Regions from separate parts of the Mus musculus genome. Here all the other regions are linked to region 4. A link is a contact called in public Hi-C, HiChIP or PLAC-seq and promoter capture Hi-C data. All regions are on one chromosome and are shown on one strand. The core of a region is the stretch at or near the end of the contact, and the rest is flanking DNA. Distances in the headings are between cores, read along the strand shown. Region 1 has its middle 30 kb from the start of Qrsl1. Region 2 overlaps Crybg1 (crystallin beta-gamma domain containing 1). Region 3 overlaps Rtn4ip1 (reticulon 4 interacting protein 1). Region 4 holds the start of F930017D23Rik (RIKEN cDNA F930017D23 gene). Region 5 overlaps Crybg1 (crystallin beta-gamma domain containing 1).

Region 1 (2,700 bases), core at 28-2,527, 280 kb after region 4:
AGGCACATGTGGAACATCACTTAAATTTAACCGGCTCCACAGAGACTGTACCTTTATTTTATAGATCAGAGTAAAGAAGCTTGGGTGTGTTACCTACGGCTCAAAGGCAACCACAGCAGTCAAAGGCAGGTAGGCTTATCTGACTTTAAATCCCATGACTTTGCCTCGCCAGGAAAGCGTCTGGGTAATTCCACACTATGCTACCATACAGTATTAAGCCTAGCTGTATTCCCTGCCCTTGATTTTGTTTCATATTACTGATTTATTCAACTATTTCCCTTTATATTTTAGTAATGATGAATTTTTAACTAACTGCCTAGAACTCTCCTTGGATTTATATTCCATCGAAGTATAAAGAAAGAAAAAAAGAGCGCTTTTACTTAATGTTAACAAATATCACTTGCTTTTGAAAAGGTCTCAGGATTCTGTTCTGGGGCATACACTGCTTTAAGTCGTTAATGGAAGATACCGATCTTAAATGGCCTCTGATAGCTTGAACCATCTTTTCACGGTCCTGCTCCTCTAGTGGCCAGATACGGTACTGCAAGCTGTAACTTCGTGCTTGGGAAGCTGAGGCTGAGTTTGAGGCAAATGTGATGGTCAGTCTTGGCTGCCGTCTTACAGGAACTGGAACCGGCTGAGGTGTAAGCCTCCAGCACACTGGAGGGATTATCTAGATTAGGTTCCCTGAGGTGGGAAGACTTCCCCCTAGAGGAGACTGGCACCATTCCCTGGACTGCGTTAAAAGGACGAGGCTGAACACAAGTGTTGTCTTCTCCTTCCTGATTGTGGACTCAATGTGACTAATTGCTTCAAGCTCCCCACCACCTACTGTACTCAAACCATGAGTCCAAATTAGCCACTGAGTTTTGTTTGATGTGTATTTTATCACAGCAACAAGTAGCTAAGATAACAACTCTGGTGTTCTTGGCTTCAATAATGAGACAAAACCCAGAAACCACAGTTATTCTAATTCTGAAGGTATTATTTCCATCAGAAGTTTCAAAAGATGGACCAGTTAGGTGGCTCAAGTGGGTATAGGCCCTGGTTGAGAAAGTCCAGAATCTACCTAATGTGGAAGGAAAGAACTAACTCCACAAAGGTGTTGTTCTCTGACCTCAACACCTGAACTTGCTTCTCTGTGCACACACACACACACACACACACACACACACACACACAAACTATACAGGCCACTTTCCATCAAAGCATCACTGCTTGGCTTGGCTTATTTCGAAGTTCCTCTTCTGTACATGCCATGTTTTTCTAGATGACTCATGTTTACCATGACATGACCTGGTGCCACATTCTGCCCCTTTGTTTTCCAGTAATTTAAGTATGGGCCACCATGGAACACTCACTTCCTTACTATCCTTTGGCTCTACTGGTGTCAGGCTGCCATGTTTTTGTAAGCACACTGCATTTTTTTTTTCACATTGGCATGCTTCTGTTGTTGACTCTAACTTTTGCCTCCCCACCTTAAAAATCACATCAGTCAAATTCTCCAAAAAATGACTTGGCACAGTGAGATATCTTAGGTTTACAGTAAAGATAGAGGAGAAAGAAAAACAAATTTGGTATCATTTATGCACTTATGCTAGTGGGATCTTCTACAAGAGAGTAGAATTGCTTCACTTCCCTGTTTCCAGATTCAAGGAATCAGGGCAGCTCAGGGCGAGATATAGGCATAAGAGTAAATATTCTCCAAAAGTTTTCCATTTCAGGGTGTGGTGGCACATGCCTATAAGCCTGGCATTTGGAATTTAAGTTCAGCCTAAGCCACATAATGAGTTCAAGGATAGCATGAGCTCTATAACAAGACACTGTGTCAAAAACAAACGTGTATTTATTCCCAGCGTTCGTAAGGGAGATGTGGGTGGATCTTTCTGAGTTTGAGGCCAGCCATGACTATATAGTGAGGCCCTGTTTCAAAAAAAAAAAAAAAAAGCAAACAACAACAAAACCACCACCCCCAAACACAAACCAACAAGATCCTCCAAACAAATAAACCAAATTAGACAAGACTGGGCAAAAGGTTTTGTTTTGTTTGGTTTGATTTGTTTGTTGTATTAAGTATCTAATTTCAATATGGAGTTTCTGCTACTCCCTACATCATTCAGATCCTGGATAAAAGATACAAAACTTTTATACTTATAATATGCCTTTAAAGCATTAGAGCTGGGCAGATATCAACTCCTAAGCCATTAGTGTCTACTTCCCTATCATTAACCCTGAGTTATGACTTACTGTTTCATCCGGGCTGCTCTTAACTCCAACTGGCCAGCCCTTGTGGCCATGTTTTCGCGACTCACCCATGCCTCGGTGTCTCCTTTCTCCACTTTCTTCTCAGACCCTAATCCCAGGAACTGAAACCCCACCTACCTCTCTTCTGCTCAGCTATCAGGTGCTAGCATCATTATTTAACCAATCGTTTTAAACTAAGGAGCAAAGTCACAGCACCTCTTAGTCTAGGTGAAGATTCTCTTGTCCCTGAGGTAACCAGGGCCAGTCTTTAGAGTCACAATGCATAGCAGCAGACCCAACCTCGACAGTTTCGTTTTGTTTTTCTGCTTGCTTTCATGTTGCATTACCTCTTCTGACCAGGATGCTTTCCTCTTATCTAAGTATTTCTATGAGGGGAATGGATTCCTTATATAAAATGTCAGAGATTTGTATATTTTAAACTTTTGGGTTACCTGG
Region 2 (2,700 bases), core at 80-2,579, 410 kb after region 4:
GTATTTGATGAATTGAAATTGAAGACCTTTAAGGAGTTGTGGGGTGCAAGGTGTGGCTGTTCTTTGTCTGAGCCACAGGGCAGGCCACCCTCCTTCCTGGGCTGTACCACTGATGACTGAGATACGGAGCTGTTCTGAGAAGTGCTAAAAGATGTGCTCATTGTGTTGACTGACGTCACGGAGGGAGAAAAGACTTTGTCTTGTGGCAGAGAAGAAAGCATGCTTGAGAAAAGCGTGCTGTTTTCTAGCCGTGACCTCTTAACGCCGCCGCTGTTGATGTCCCTGTTCTCCTTGTCACTTGCTTCTGAAGTGGTCTGTGGCTCGCTCTTCCCATTACTGTTAGTGTGCAAGGACTTGAAGACGATGCTCTGCTCGGTGGATGCACGCTTGGCTCTCAGTTTGGATATGGGGTCGTGGTTCTGCAACAAGTGCAAAGCTGGTGACACCTCTGCCAGGCTTTCCTTCTTCTTCCCTAAACCAATGGTGAACACGTTGGGATCAAACACCTTTTCCAAACTGTCCTCGTGAATGGGAGGCATAGCGAAGTGAGGGGCTGGAGAGTTTGGGACCCGGGCCTTCTTCTTTTTCTGGGGCACACATACTGCACTGTCCATCTTTTTAATAATTTCAGTGAATTTTTCCATATCAGAAGAAGAATCCAAGACACTATTGTCACTACCAGCAGAAATGTTCAAAAGCCTGGTAGGGGTAAGTGGGCTGGTCGCATCTTGACCTGGCCTTTGGGGGCCTTCTGCATGACTTCTGCTGCTGGGAGAGTGGGTGAGGATGAACTCCGCTGTCTGGGGCATCCCACTGCTGCTCTGGATGGGCGGAGCCTTCTCAGGTCCTGACTGTGTGATGTGTGGTCGAGACTGTGCCACATGTCCTTCTCTGTGATGGATGTCCTTGGGTGATGTGTCTGGTGCATCCTCGTGCTGCGGAACACAAGTGGTGACAGACACCACTTCAGGCTCATTACTGTGACAGCTTGGCAGCTGTGCCTCTCTAACTTCAGAGCTCTCTGAGATGACCTGAGAGCTCACATCCTGAGGATTCTCCACGGGAAGCACAAAGGACCGGACCTGGACGAGGACTTTGGAGGGACAGTCTTTCCCCATAGTTTCTGGGCTGTGCTCTGGAGTGGAAGGGGGACTGGCTTCTCCCACTCCAGGTTTGGAGATGGGAGTTTTCTCAGTGTGAGGAGAGACTGGCGAAACACACCCATTGTGGTTTTCTGACACTTCTAGAGCAGTGCAGGGAACACTGCATATGGGAACTTGAACACAGCCATCTTGGGGAGCGTCCACAGAAATGGGTGCAGAAGGCGGGAGAGATGACTCCCTAGCTGACTCAGCCGCTGAAGCTGGCTGTGAGTCAGAAAATGCATCCTGTGGCTTTGGGGGAGCCTCTCTGGCATCACAAATGGCAGCGATGTCCTGTGCAACATCACTTGTGTTGTTAAGGACGGGGCCTTTGCTGTCAGCAGCCTCTGGCTGGCCCTCTCCTGAGAGCTCAGAGTCCTTCACAGGAACCAGAGCAGTGGGCCCTGGGTGGGAAGGATAGGCAGTGTCTGTTTGTACATCCAGCTTATCACTTTGCTCAGGCTCAGGGCGGAGGACCTGATCCTTGGTGGACTCTCCTTCCCCTCCTCTGGTGGCTGGACGAATCTCTTCTCTGGGGACAGGGACTGCTGTGCCTTTCCCTTCTGCAGATGGCTCTTTGACCACCAGGCCATTCTGGTGGCTGGTTGACACAGCTTTCTTTTCGGGTTGCTCCATTTCTTTGGCCTTTTTGGCTAAGTTCAGCTTCGCCCTCCCAACAAATGTCTTACTAGAGGGAGGATTGTTCCTTGTGTTACGGACGTCGGGGTGGCGGGGGCTACTGTTAGCCCGCTTGTTTTCAAATAAGGAGATTTTGTTGGCTGTGTTCCCCTTATGAACTGGCTGGCTAAATGAGTTGTGCTCATTTCCCAAACTGTCAGGATTCTTCGGAGTTTTCAGATTTAGTTCCACATGTTTGGGTCTGGCGGGGCTGCAAGGACAAAGCAACAGGGCAGTTAGCAGCCTGGTGTTAAGTCGACATACAAACCAGCTGCCAAAGAGACCACAAAGTCCGCATCCCCTGGTGTGTATCTGCTTTCCCATGAAACTTCCTAAACAATCCTACAAACACTAGCACATATTTTTAATATAAAGTATCTTACCTACATATGACAGATGAGACTATAAATCTAAGAAACTATTAATTTACCAAGTATTCATATTCATTCACAGTGAGTGGCACTGAACTGGCAGACATTACAAGGTATAAGGAACAAATTTAAATACTTAATGCCTTCCCATATTTTAAATGCGCAGTATGTATTTATGCATGCATGCATGCATGTGTGAAGTCAGAGGACAACCATGGGTGTCAAGGTTCGACTTTGCTGAGACAGTCTCTCGATGTTCAGCACTGCACACCCAAGTTGTCAGGTCTGGGAGCTGCCAAGCTTTTCTTGGCTCCATCTTCCATCTCACTACGGGAATGCTGGGATTAGAGACACTCATTCCCATGACCACCTTTTCTATGGGTCTCAGGTCCTCACACTGTATCCACTGAGCTGTCCCTCTGAACATGGAAAGTGTTTTTAAATCTTTCCTAAACCTGCTGCTCATCAGCATTCTGCCTTATTCCCAGTGGTTTCATATGCATAAATAT
Region 3 (2,700 bases), core at 5-2,504, 320 kb after region 4:
ACTCTGGGCTACCCAATGAGATTGGTCTAAAAAAAATAAAATAAAATATATATATAAAACTAGAAGCTGAGAGCCACAGTTAGTAAGTGGCTGAGCTAGTACTCAAGCCCCAGAGAGCCTTGCTGAGTGTGGCAGGATATTTACGTAGGTGTTTCCAGTGTGGTTTGAGTTCATAACTCCAGAATCATACTCAACAAAACATTTGTATCATGTTAAACTTAACTTTTTTTGCACTGGAGCCCCATGTCCCCTCCTCTGGGTAGCTGTGTTTTTAGGGAATATCTTCATGCTTAGCTTTGCTCAGAAATTTCTAATCTAATAAAGCTGTCTGTCTGTGTGTTTCAGGTCTGGGCTGCAGTTCCTCCTTGGAAGCAAGGCACTCTCTCAGAATTTGTTGTGGTCAGTGGGAATGAGGTAACGCACTGTCTGCTGAAATGCATAGCTGTATAAAAAAGACTGGCAGGTGTCTCTAGAGACCCTGGTGGCTTTTCAGATTAGCTTCATGTTTTAGAGAGAGCCAAAATAAAGAATAGGAAACTTTGGAAGGCTGAGAAATACTTGGTGTTTCTGTTAGCACTGCCTGCGAGAGCAGCCATCTTCATCCCATAGAGCAGAGACCTGGACGGAGATTTGGAGGCCGGCCAGTTTCTTCCCTCCACCCAGTATGAACCACGTGTATCCAAGGGAGAGGTGTGGAGGTATCAAGCTGTTTAGAATAGCGGTAGACGTTTAATCAAATAGAGTCAAGGGACCTAGATTTAAGTAGAGAGGAAGGGTTAATATTGAGGAAATTGGCCGCGGAGGGAAGCCTGGAGGAGGAGTTAGGAGGAGTTACTAGGGTAGGAGAAAGTCTAGAAAATTACTTTCCAGAAAACAGGAAGGAAGCAGTTAATCTCACTAATTAAAATGTGTTTATCAGGACTTGAAGTTTATTTGAATTTAACTCTGGGTATATAGCTGGGTCTGAACCCCATATATGGTCTTTTAAAATAAACAGTGAAGTATCTACATCTAATAATGTAGCCTGCGAAATATTACTGAGCCTCTAGGTTGCTGCTTAGGGACTGTTGAGACTAGGGACTTTGGAGTAGGCTGTGCAGTTATCCCTGAACCCAGAGTGGTTTACGAAGTTCTCTGCCAGTTCTTGCTTCCCTGTGAGGTTAAATGTGCTTGGCTGTCTATGTAGGCTTGTAAGTTCCTGCTTAGCTGTGACTGTTTTCTTTCAATGTAGGTTTCACACAAGCCCAAATCGCTTACTCATACTCAAGCTGCCTCTTTGCCATATGTGGCTCTCACGGCCTGGTCTGCCATAAACAAGGTTGGCGGCCTGAGTGACAGGAACTGCAAGGGGAAGCGGTAAGTGGCCGGTGGCCATCTCATCTGCTCGTGCTGAGATTACCCTTACCTGCATAAGCAGTCACACTAGCGCTTGGTACCGTTTACTGTAAAGCCTCGTTCTCAGGAGGGTCAGGTGGGGACTACAAGGGATCTTGTAGTTGGGATCTCTAGGGGTCGCTCTCCTATTTTAGGCATGTAAACTTTTTTCTTTACATACATGTGTACTGTATGTATGCCTGTGAATTTATGTGCGCCAGATGCATGTGGGTGCCTTGGCCAGAAGAAGGCATTAGATCTTTCAGAACTGGAGTTACAGGAGCCACCCAGTGTGTCCCCTAAAAGGGAGCTTGTGTCCTCTGCAAGAGCACAGGTGACCATAACAGCTGACCCATCTCTTGAGCCCTGGGAAAAATTTTTCTATGTGAACCTCCTGCGACAAGGCTCAGCTTTTGTGAGGCTCCTAGAAAGGGTGAGGGCCTTCTGCTATGTGTAAAGATTGTGCCAAGCTGAGAGTTTTGCTTTCTACCCTGGCCTGGGCTTGCTCACAAGTTTGTAGATGTTAATAAGCCTACAAACCGCTTTTGAATATTCTTGAATTCCTTTTGAGGTTGGTTCTGATGCTCTGGTGACTAGAATAGAGGCTTGCTTAGGTCAGCTGTGAAGCAGTGACAGTCTTGGGCTCACTTGTCCTCGTCATGCATGGTTACACCTTCTACAGTTCCCATCGCCTGTGTTAGCCAGGATCTGAGGCGGTGAGTTCAGGAGAGTAAGATATTCCGAGAGAGCAAGAGGGAGATCTCACATCCATGTAACTTTTATTTCAGCAAATTGTTACATTTGTTAGCTTTGTCATAAATTACAAGGTTTTATTCATGATTTTATCCAATTTATAAACCTTATCATGGTTCTGTATGCATAAGAACGAGCAGTGTGCAAGGAGCCTGTAGTGCAGGTGACCGCGGAGGCTCTGAAATGGACCCCTGTGGAGCAGGGACCTTAGCTTCCCAGGCATGTTCTGTTCTGCTCCTTCATAGCTGGGTAACCTAGTCAGTCATTTCTCTGAGTTTTTCTTAAAGATCAAATGAGATTATACATGTAAAACTGGTGACACTCAGTAAGTGGTGGCTTCTGCTATTAACAAGGACATAATAGTGTAGTTAGTATTTAGAAAGTTGACATAGGGACCGGAGAACTGGCTCAGCAGAGGTCAGGTCCACCCTTGGACCATATACAAAGGAGAGAACGCACCCCTCCCCCAGGAATGGTAAATGTTAACATTATTTAACATAACTGTTAATTTATGTTAGTTTAACATACATGTTAAAAAGTTCTTTTACAAAGAAAGTTGACAGTGAAAATCAT
Region 4 (2,700 bases), core at 102-2,601:
ATCCTTCAAATACCTTCTTTTTCGTATCTGTGTGACTCTTTCATTTTCTTTTCTCTCTGGTGTGTGGTGTGTGGTGTGTGTGTGTGTGTGTGTGTGTGTGTGTGTGTGTGTGTGTGTGGGCATGCATGCAAGTGTATCTGTGTGTGCAAGTGCACACGAGAAGTGTGTGTATGCTCGTGGAGGTCACGGTACAACCTTAGGCACTATTTACCTGGAGCTTGCCGAGTGGGTTGATCTGAGCTGACCATTGCTCCCCAGAGAGTCACCTGTGTCCACTTTCCCAGCATGTGGATTGCAAGCGTGGTGGATTATGTACCACCACTGCTAGAGATAGAGGAAGGTCTTCTCTAAATCAAAGGAAGAGTTCCTGAGAGACCAGCCATTTAGAAATAGTACCAACCACCATCAGGGTTTTTTTTTTTTTTTTAATTAAAAACATTTTAAATGTAGATCGTGATGATCAAATTCAGGTCCTTCCACCTCTAAGGCAAGCACTTTACTGCCAGGTCCATCCACCCCACTCCTGAACTCAGATCACATTCTTTGTTGTTGTTGTTGTTGTTGAGACAAGTTCTCTCTGTCCCAAGGCTATCCTGGAACACAGTATTCAGTCCATGTTGGCCTTGAACTCAGGCATTAGACACCACCCCTGGCTGTGGCTTCATGATACTTCAATGCATCCATCCAATGTAACCAAGGTGAGGGTGGTCGATCCAGGCTTCTGTTGGCTTTCAGCTTGTTGCCTGCTACCAAATGCTAAAAGATCTTAGCCAAAGGGCCCAACGTTTCTGTTACCCCGGAGTCTTGCCTGTCAGATGGGCTTGATAGTAATGTGACCTATCTCATGGGGTGGGTACAGACTCAAACAAGTTAACACACAAAGCCTCAGTACGAAATCTGGCCCATTGCAATGAATGGACACACTGGCAGGATTATTTCTTGCTAGGGCAGAAAAATTCGTTATGACTTTTCTGTCAACATTGCTGTTCCCTGAAAGAATCTGCCTTCCTCATTTCTTGGGCTATGGCAGAGGGTAGGTAAGCAATGGATGGTAAGTGAAATAGATTACTTTCATACTCTATTACCAGGGTAGCTGGGAAGAGGAAGGGCAGACCTCTGCTAGTCTATTAGGTCTGAAGAGAAGTTGGGACTATTTCTAAATGACTGGTCTCTCAGGACCTCTTTGCATTAGAGAAGAACCTCCCCAGCTATAACAGTGGGGTTCAATGACAGCACACAGCAGGGCCACTTGGGAAACTTGAGAAAATACTCATACTTCTCCCTGCCCAGGAGACTCTGATAAACAGGTCTGGGTGGAGCCCAGTCCTCCGGAGGTTTGAGGAGCTAAGCAGATGATTCTAAAGCACAGCAAAGTTGAGACACTAAATGCTGGGCGTGGGTACGAGCAATGCTGCCATCATTTCAATTGCGGGCTGGGCCAAATCTTTGTGCTCAGCAAAGACCTTTTCACCAGGGGCGTGAATAGAGGTAAGTGAGGTGGCCACTTTCTCCCAGCCCAGTTTGGTTCCTACCCAAAGGGGCATCGCAGTGCTGTGGCTCTGCTCTGTGTGCAGGAATGTCTTCCCTGAAGGCATGGAGATCCACGGAGGGTTGTGCTCTCTTGAGTTGGTGAATAAATAATCAAGGACATTCTTTAGCTGAATGGTACCTCTGAGCAGGAAGTGTGGTCCTACCACAGCAGGTCTTGTTTGAATGGCTGTATGGATTTTGCATGAATCACCCCTGTCCAACGCTGGAGACACCCTTTCCAGAAGATCCTGATTCCAGTCTGCATCCATCAACCAGTTGCAAGGCTCTTGGAAGCATCTCTGGGCTTTTGAGCGATTTCACTCGACCAGGTACTTTCTAGTTTATAAATACGAGAGGATTCCATTCCGCTTAGACAATTCCACGATTGAGAATGGGCTTTCCTTTCCCCAAGCTTACGTAAACTTGCTCTCCAACTCACAGACACTTGGGCATCGAGTTTTTAAGCTGAGCCCACAAAAACGAAGACAAGTTCACTTTTATTATTTCTAGAGACACCATCATCTTTAGTCAGTGACTTGGTGTTTTTTACCCTCCTGTACTTAGTGAGGACTTGGGAGAGATTTCTTCTGATGAATCAACATAATTGACTTTCTAATTAAACACAGTACAACAATTTTAAATTGTTTCATGGAGCTTATGAAAGACAGCTAGTGTCTCAACACTTGTTGAGACACGGGTGCAAATGCAATCAGGAAACGAGGGTTCCCTGTATGATCTTACAATTGCTGCTGTGCTTATCAGTATGTATTAGGGTTTGTATCTACTTATTACAGGTTGTGTATCTCTTATCTGAAAACCTTAGGGGTTGTATTTTATATTTTGGAATATTTGAATACACATGGTTGGATATCTTGGTGATCATACCAACCTCTAAACAGAAAATTGTTTTCATATATATTTTTTAAACACAGACTGAAGCTAAGTGTGTGTGTGTGTGTGTGTGTGTGTGTGTGTGTGTGTGTGTGTGTGATATTTATTAACTTACTGCAACAGAATCTCAGGCATCATAAGCTTCAGAATTGCTGTGTAGCCAAGAGTGGCCTTGAATGCTTGACCAGTTTGCATCCATCTTCTGAGTGCTGGGATTATAGACAAGTGCCATCACACCTGCAATGATGTATTTTAAGTCTTCCTGTGTTTTGACTGTCA
Region 5 (2,700 bases), core at 73-2,572, 480 kb after region 4:
ATTCTGTGGCTTCTCCAGTTCCAGACATCACAGAAATGCCAGGCTATCTTCTTGTGCATCTTCCTCAGAAATGAGGAAATATCCCAAAAGCCATTTCTTGTCACATGTCATTACACGACAAACCAGTTCCTGGACCTGCTCCTTTGAGCCTGGAGCCTGAAGGACACTGTGTCCATTCAGAGAACAGACATCTGACAAACCTAGGATTCTATTAGGAAAGAATGAGTGGGGAGAGGCAAAAACGGATGCTCTCTACCTGCTGCCCGGCTTTCTCGTGAAACAAGCTCCCCACACTTACTGTAACACTGATACAGGTAGAGTCAGGCCATGTTTATGACTGAATCTGAGGCATCGAAGTAGAAACCCATGTGATTTAGGCCTCACAGTAGGCTGAACCCAGGATGCCTGTCTGCTTGCTCCTTTCACTCATGGTATACACTAGTAAGGCTTAGCATGGACCCAAGGGTTGATTCTGTTTGGTAAGCCTGTACTCGTGATCTCCCGGACTCAAGATACACACCGTCCTGAGGCAGGTCTCTTATCAGTGGCCAGAGGAGGAGAGAGCTATCGTTTGCAGTCCCAGGGAAGGGCCTGGCCTAGTGCTCTTCTGAAACAGGAAGTGCTGTCTGAGGCACACTCATTACTTCAGACCTGCCTCTGAGGGAGGAGGAGATACCAGTGACTTCCCTTTCCTCATGACCCAGATCCAAACAGCAGCCACGCACCTGGCCACTCCAATCATCATCTCACACGCTGCTCCAGGACTTAGGTGAGCGGGAATGAAAGGCCAGGAGATGTGTGGGCCCAGAGGTCATCATGAGGCAGGCTTAGCTGCAGGGCAGCCTTTCACACACCTCAGATGCTCCTATCACCTGTAAGGACTCCTCACTTCCTCTAGATGCCTCAGCCACAGTAAAGTTATTGTACAAGTGTTTATCCTAAAACACAGTGCCTTCAATCCCAGCACCCAGGAGTCAGAGGCAGAGGCAGGAGAATTTCTGTGAGTTCCAGGTCAGCTTGGTCTAAATAATGAGTTCCAGGATAGCTACAAAGTGAGACCCTGTCAAAACGAAAACCAAACAAACACAACACAACACAACACAAAACAAACCCACAACCCCAAGACTGTAGGGTAATGGCCTAAAATACAACCTACAAGATGGTTTCTTTCTACTACATAGAAAGAAAACACTGGGAGTCATGCAGAAGCTTTATAGATTCTGGGAATCTTATCACTGTCATCTATCTAGCCATGCCAGATATCAACATGCATAAAAAGGAACAAACCCACACCCCCACCTCTGGAGGTCTGTGAGGCCTAGGGCTATAACACACTCAGTTCTGAAGAACAGTTGCATAAGGACTAGACACTTAAAATCTCCCTAGCCTAAAAGCCAACCTTGATAAATGTTTGCAACAGCAAAAGCCAATTGGAAAGTTGGGTACTTTTTCATGCCTAATGAAGTAAATTTTAGTTTCACTCCTAACAATTAGGCTAGAGGAACCATAAGAAAGGCTAAATGTTGCCAGGCAGTGGTGGCACACGCCCTTAATCCCAGCACTTGGGAGGCAGGGGTAGGCAGATTTCTGAGTTCGAGGCCAGCCTGGTCTACAGAGTGAGTTCCAGTACAGCAGGGCAATACAGTGAAACCCTGTCTCGAAAAACCCAAAATAAATAAATACATAAATAAATAGGCTACAATAGAGCAAGGGAGGATTTGTGAGAGAGTTTGGAGGGAAGAAAAGAATGGGGGAAATAATATAATTATATTGTAATCTAAAATAAAAGCTATTAAAAAAAATAAAACAGTCATTACTGGACAACAATCGTTTTGGTTAATAAAACAAAATTAAATCCTCTAAAACTGCCATCTTGCAATGGAGTCTTAACAGAACCTGTTTATTAATTTGATAATTATAATAATTTCTAAATTTTTTTCTTTCTTCTCATGAGACAGAGTCTCACTGTGAAGCATTGGCTGGTCCGGAACTCACTATGGAGACCAGGCTGGCCTTGAACTCCTAACACTCCATCTGGTTCTGTGTGCTTCATCATACTGGGCTTAATTAAAGTCTTTCCTGTTTCCCTTTTAAGGGGCAGATATTACTCTGCCTTAGTCAATATTTGTTAAGTGCTTGCATTTACTCAGGGTCATGGCTAAGAGTGGGAAACAGCTGTCAGCTCCTTTCACTTTATCCTTCCTGTTTTCCTTCATTTGAGTTTCTTTTGCAAAACCAGAGAGACCATCTCCCTGCAATTGATTTTGTTAAAAATAATGGTAAGGTTGTATCCTTGCTAGTGAATCCTCTTATGTTAGAGAGCCACATACCTTTTCTCAGAAAAATCCCTGAAGCTTACGTAAAACAGTGTTGGGCTCTTTAAAAAAGAAAACAGCCCAGTACAGATAGGTAAGGGGTGGGAATCCTCAGCCTGTGGCCCACACTTCTGCTGTCCTCCTAGCTCCTGGAGCAGACAGATGTGCACTGCTTTGTGTTATAGTGGGTAGGGATTAATGCAGAGCTCAAAGTGCCCGAGTAAGTGCCTGGGACTGGTTATAGAAGTGGCTCAGCTAGGCTCACAACCAACACAGCTGCATTGACTGACGGGGCGTATAAACTGATGCTGTACTGCCCTCTGCCGTCTGAACAAGTATTATTAGTGAGTTCTCCTAACCTTATAGTTATTGAAAAGGAAGTTAC

The links. Promoter capture Hi-C pulls out the DNA fragments that hold promoters and counts their contacts. A called contact is a pair of places that touch in the nucleus more often than the background predicts. HiChIP or PLAC-seq counts read pairs in DNA pulled down with a chosen protein or histone mark.
Region 1: a contact with region 4 is called in a Hi-C map of bone marrow-derived macrophages, with 28 read pairs. The contact joins the enhancer-like site here to the promoter of F930017D23Rik in region 4. A contact is called at or near these places in 13 of 39 promoter capture datasets (the C10 cell line, the HPC-7 cell line, cranial neural crest and 9 more), 2 of 484 Hi-C or Micro-C datasets (bone marrow-derived macrophages and nephron progenitors), 17 of 115 datasets of contacts at active chromatin or transcription factors (the 230-238 cell line, the SCID.adh cell line, craniofacial prominence and 11 more) and 4 of 9 other capture datasets (adipose tissue, embryonic stem cells, liver and 1 more).
Region 2: a contact with region 4 is called in an H3K4me3 HiChIP or PLAC-seq map of bone marrow-derived macrophages, with 4 times the contacts expected there. The contact joins the enhancer-like site here to the promoter of F930017D23Rik in region 4. A contact is called at or near these places in 1 of 39 promoter capture datasets (pre-B cells), 1 of 15 datasets of contacts at CTCF or cohesin (the NIH/3T3 cell line), 3 of 484 Hi-C or Micro-C datasets (LSK cells, embryonic stem cells and uterus), 8 of 115 datasets of contacts at active chromatin or transcription factors (bone marrow-derived macrophages, craniofacial prominence, embryonic forebrain and 4 more) and 1 of 9 other capture datasets (liver).
Region 3: a Hi-C map of bone marrow-derived macrophages shows a contact between it and region 4, with 36 read pairs. The contact joins the enhancer-like site here to the promoter of F930017D23Rik in region 4. A contact is called at or near these places in 7 of 39 promoter capture datasets (the C10 cell line, cranial neural crest, embryonic stem cells and 4 more), 1 of 15 datasets of contacts at CTCF or cohesin (the NIH/3T3 cell line), 20 of 484 Hi-C or Micro-C datasets (the 63-12 cell line, B cells, the HPC-5 cell line and 16 more), 27 of 115 datasets of contacts at active chromatin or transcription factors (the SCID.adh cell line, acute myeloid leukemia, astrocytes and 19 more) and 4 of 9 other capture datasets (adipose tissue, bone marrow-derived macrophages, liver and 1 more).
Region 5: a promoter capture Hi-C map of neutrophils shows a contact between it and region 4, with 4 times the contacts expected there. The contact joins the enhancer-like site here to the promoter of F930017D23Rik in region 4. A contact is called at or near these places in 13 of 39 promoter capture datasets (3T3-L1-derived adipocytes, the C10 cell line, the HPC-7 cell line and 10 more), 1 of 15 datasets of contacts at CTCF or cohesin (the NIH/3T3 cell line), 6 of 484 Hi-C or Micro-C datasets (the HL-1 cell line, bone marrow-derived macrophages, embryonic stem cells and 2 more) and 12 of 115 datasets of contacts at active chromatin or transcription factors (craniofacial prominence, differentiating embryonic stem cells, embryonic basal ganglia and 6 more).

The regions. Positions count from the first base shown.
Region 1 is chr10:43,870,399-43,873,098 of GRCm38.p6, forward strand. No RefSeq gene overlaps it. Among named protein-coding and RNA genes, the nearest start is that of Qrsl1, 30 kb to the right of the region's middle. Within about 2 kb of position 1,278, at least 11 of the 459 cell types and tissues checked have an H3K27ac peak or open chromatin away from gene starts, as enhancers often do. A contact at or near this core is called in the HPC-7 cell line and bone marrow-derived macrophages, where this site is marked.
Region 2 is chr10:43,997,317-44,000,016 of GRCm38.p6, forward strand. It overlaps Crybg1 (crystallin beta-gamma domain containing 1), which reads right to left. Exons shown (of 22, transcript NM_001368305.1): 4 at 1-2,031. Among named protein-coding and RNA genes, the nearest start is that of Gm40636, 30 kb to the left of the region's middle. Within about 2 kb of position 1,330, at least 80 of the 459 cell types and tissues checked have an H3K27ac peak or open chromatin away from gene starts, as enhancers often do. A contact at or near this core is called in the NIH/3T3 cell line, bone marrow-derived macrophages and pancreatic cancer cells, where this site is marked.
Region 3 is chr10:43,909,562-43,912,261 of GRCm38.p6, forward strand. Rtn4ip1 (reticulon 4 interacting protein 1) reads left to right here. Exons shown (of 9, transcript NM_130892.5): 3 at 346-414; 4 at 1,232-1,356. Among named protein-coding and RNA genes, the nearest start is that of Rtn4ip1, 9.1 kb to the left of the region's middle. Within about 2 kb of position 1,255, at least 33 of the 459 cell types and tissues checked have an H3K27ac peak or open chromatin away from gene starts, as enhancers often do. A contact at or near this core is called in the 63-12 cell line, the HPC-5 cell line, LSK cells and 3 more, where this site is marked.
Region 4 is chr10:43,592,076-43,594,775 of GRCm38.p6, forward strand. It overlaps F930017D23Rik (RIKEN cDNA F930017D23 gene), which reads left to right and starts at 1,352. Exons shown (of 3, transcript NR_033558.1): 1 at 1,352-1,488.
Region 5 is chr10:44,068,694-44,071,393 of GRCm38.p6, forward strand. All of the region lies in intron 1 of Crybg1 (crystallin beta-gamma domain containing 1), which reads right to left. Among named protein-coding and RNA genes, the nearest start is that of Crybg1, 79 kb to the right of the region's middle. Within about 2 kb of position 1,323, at least 122 of the 459 cell types and tissues checked have an H3K27ac peak or open chromatin away from gene starts, as enhancers often do. A contact at or near this core is called in the HL-1 cell line, the HPC-7 cell line, bone marrow-derived macrophages and 4 more, where this site is marked.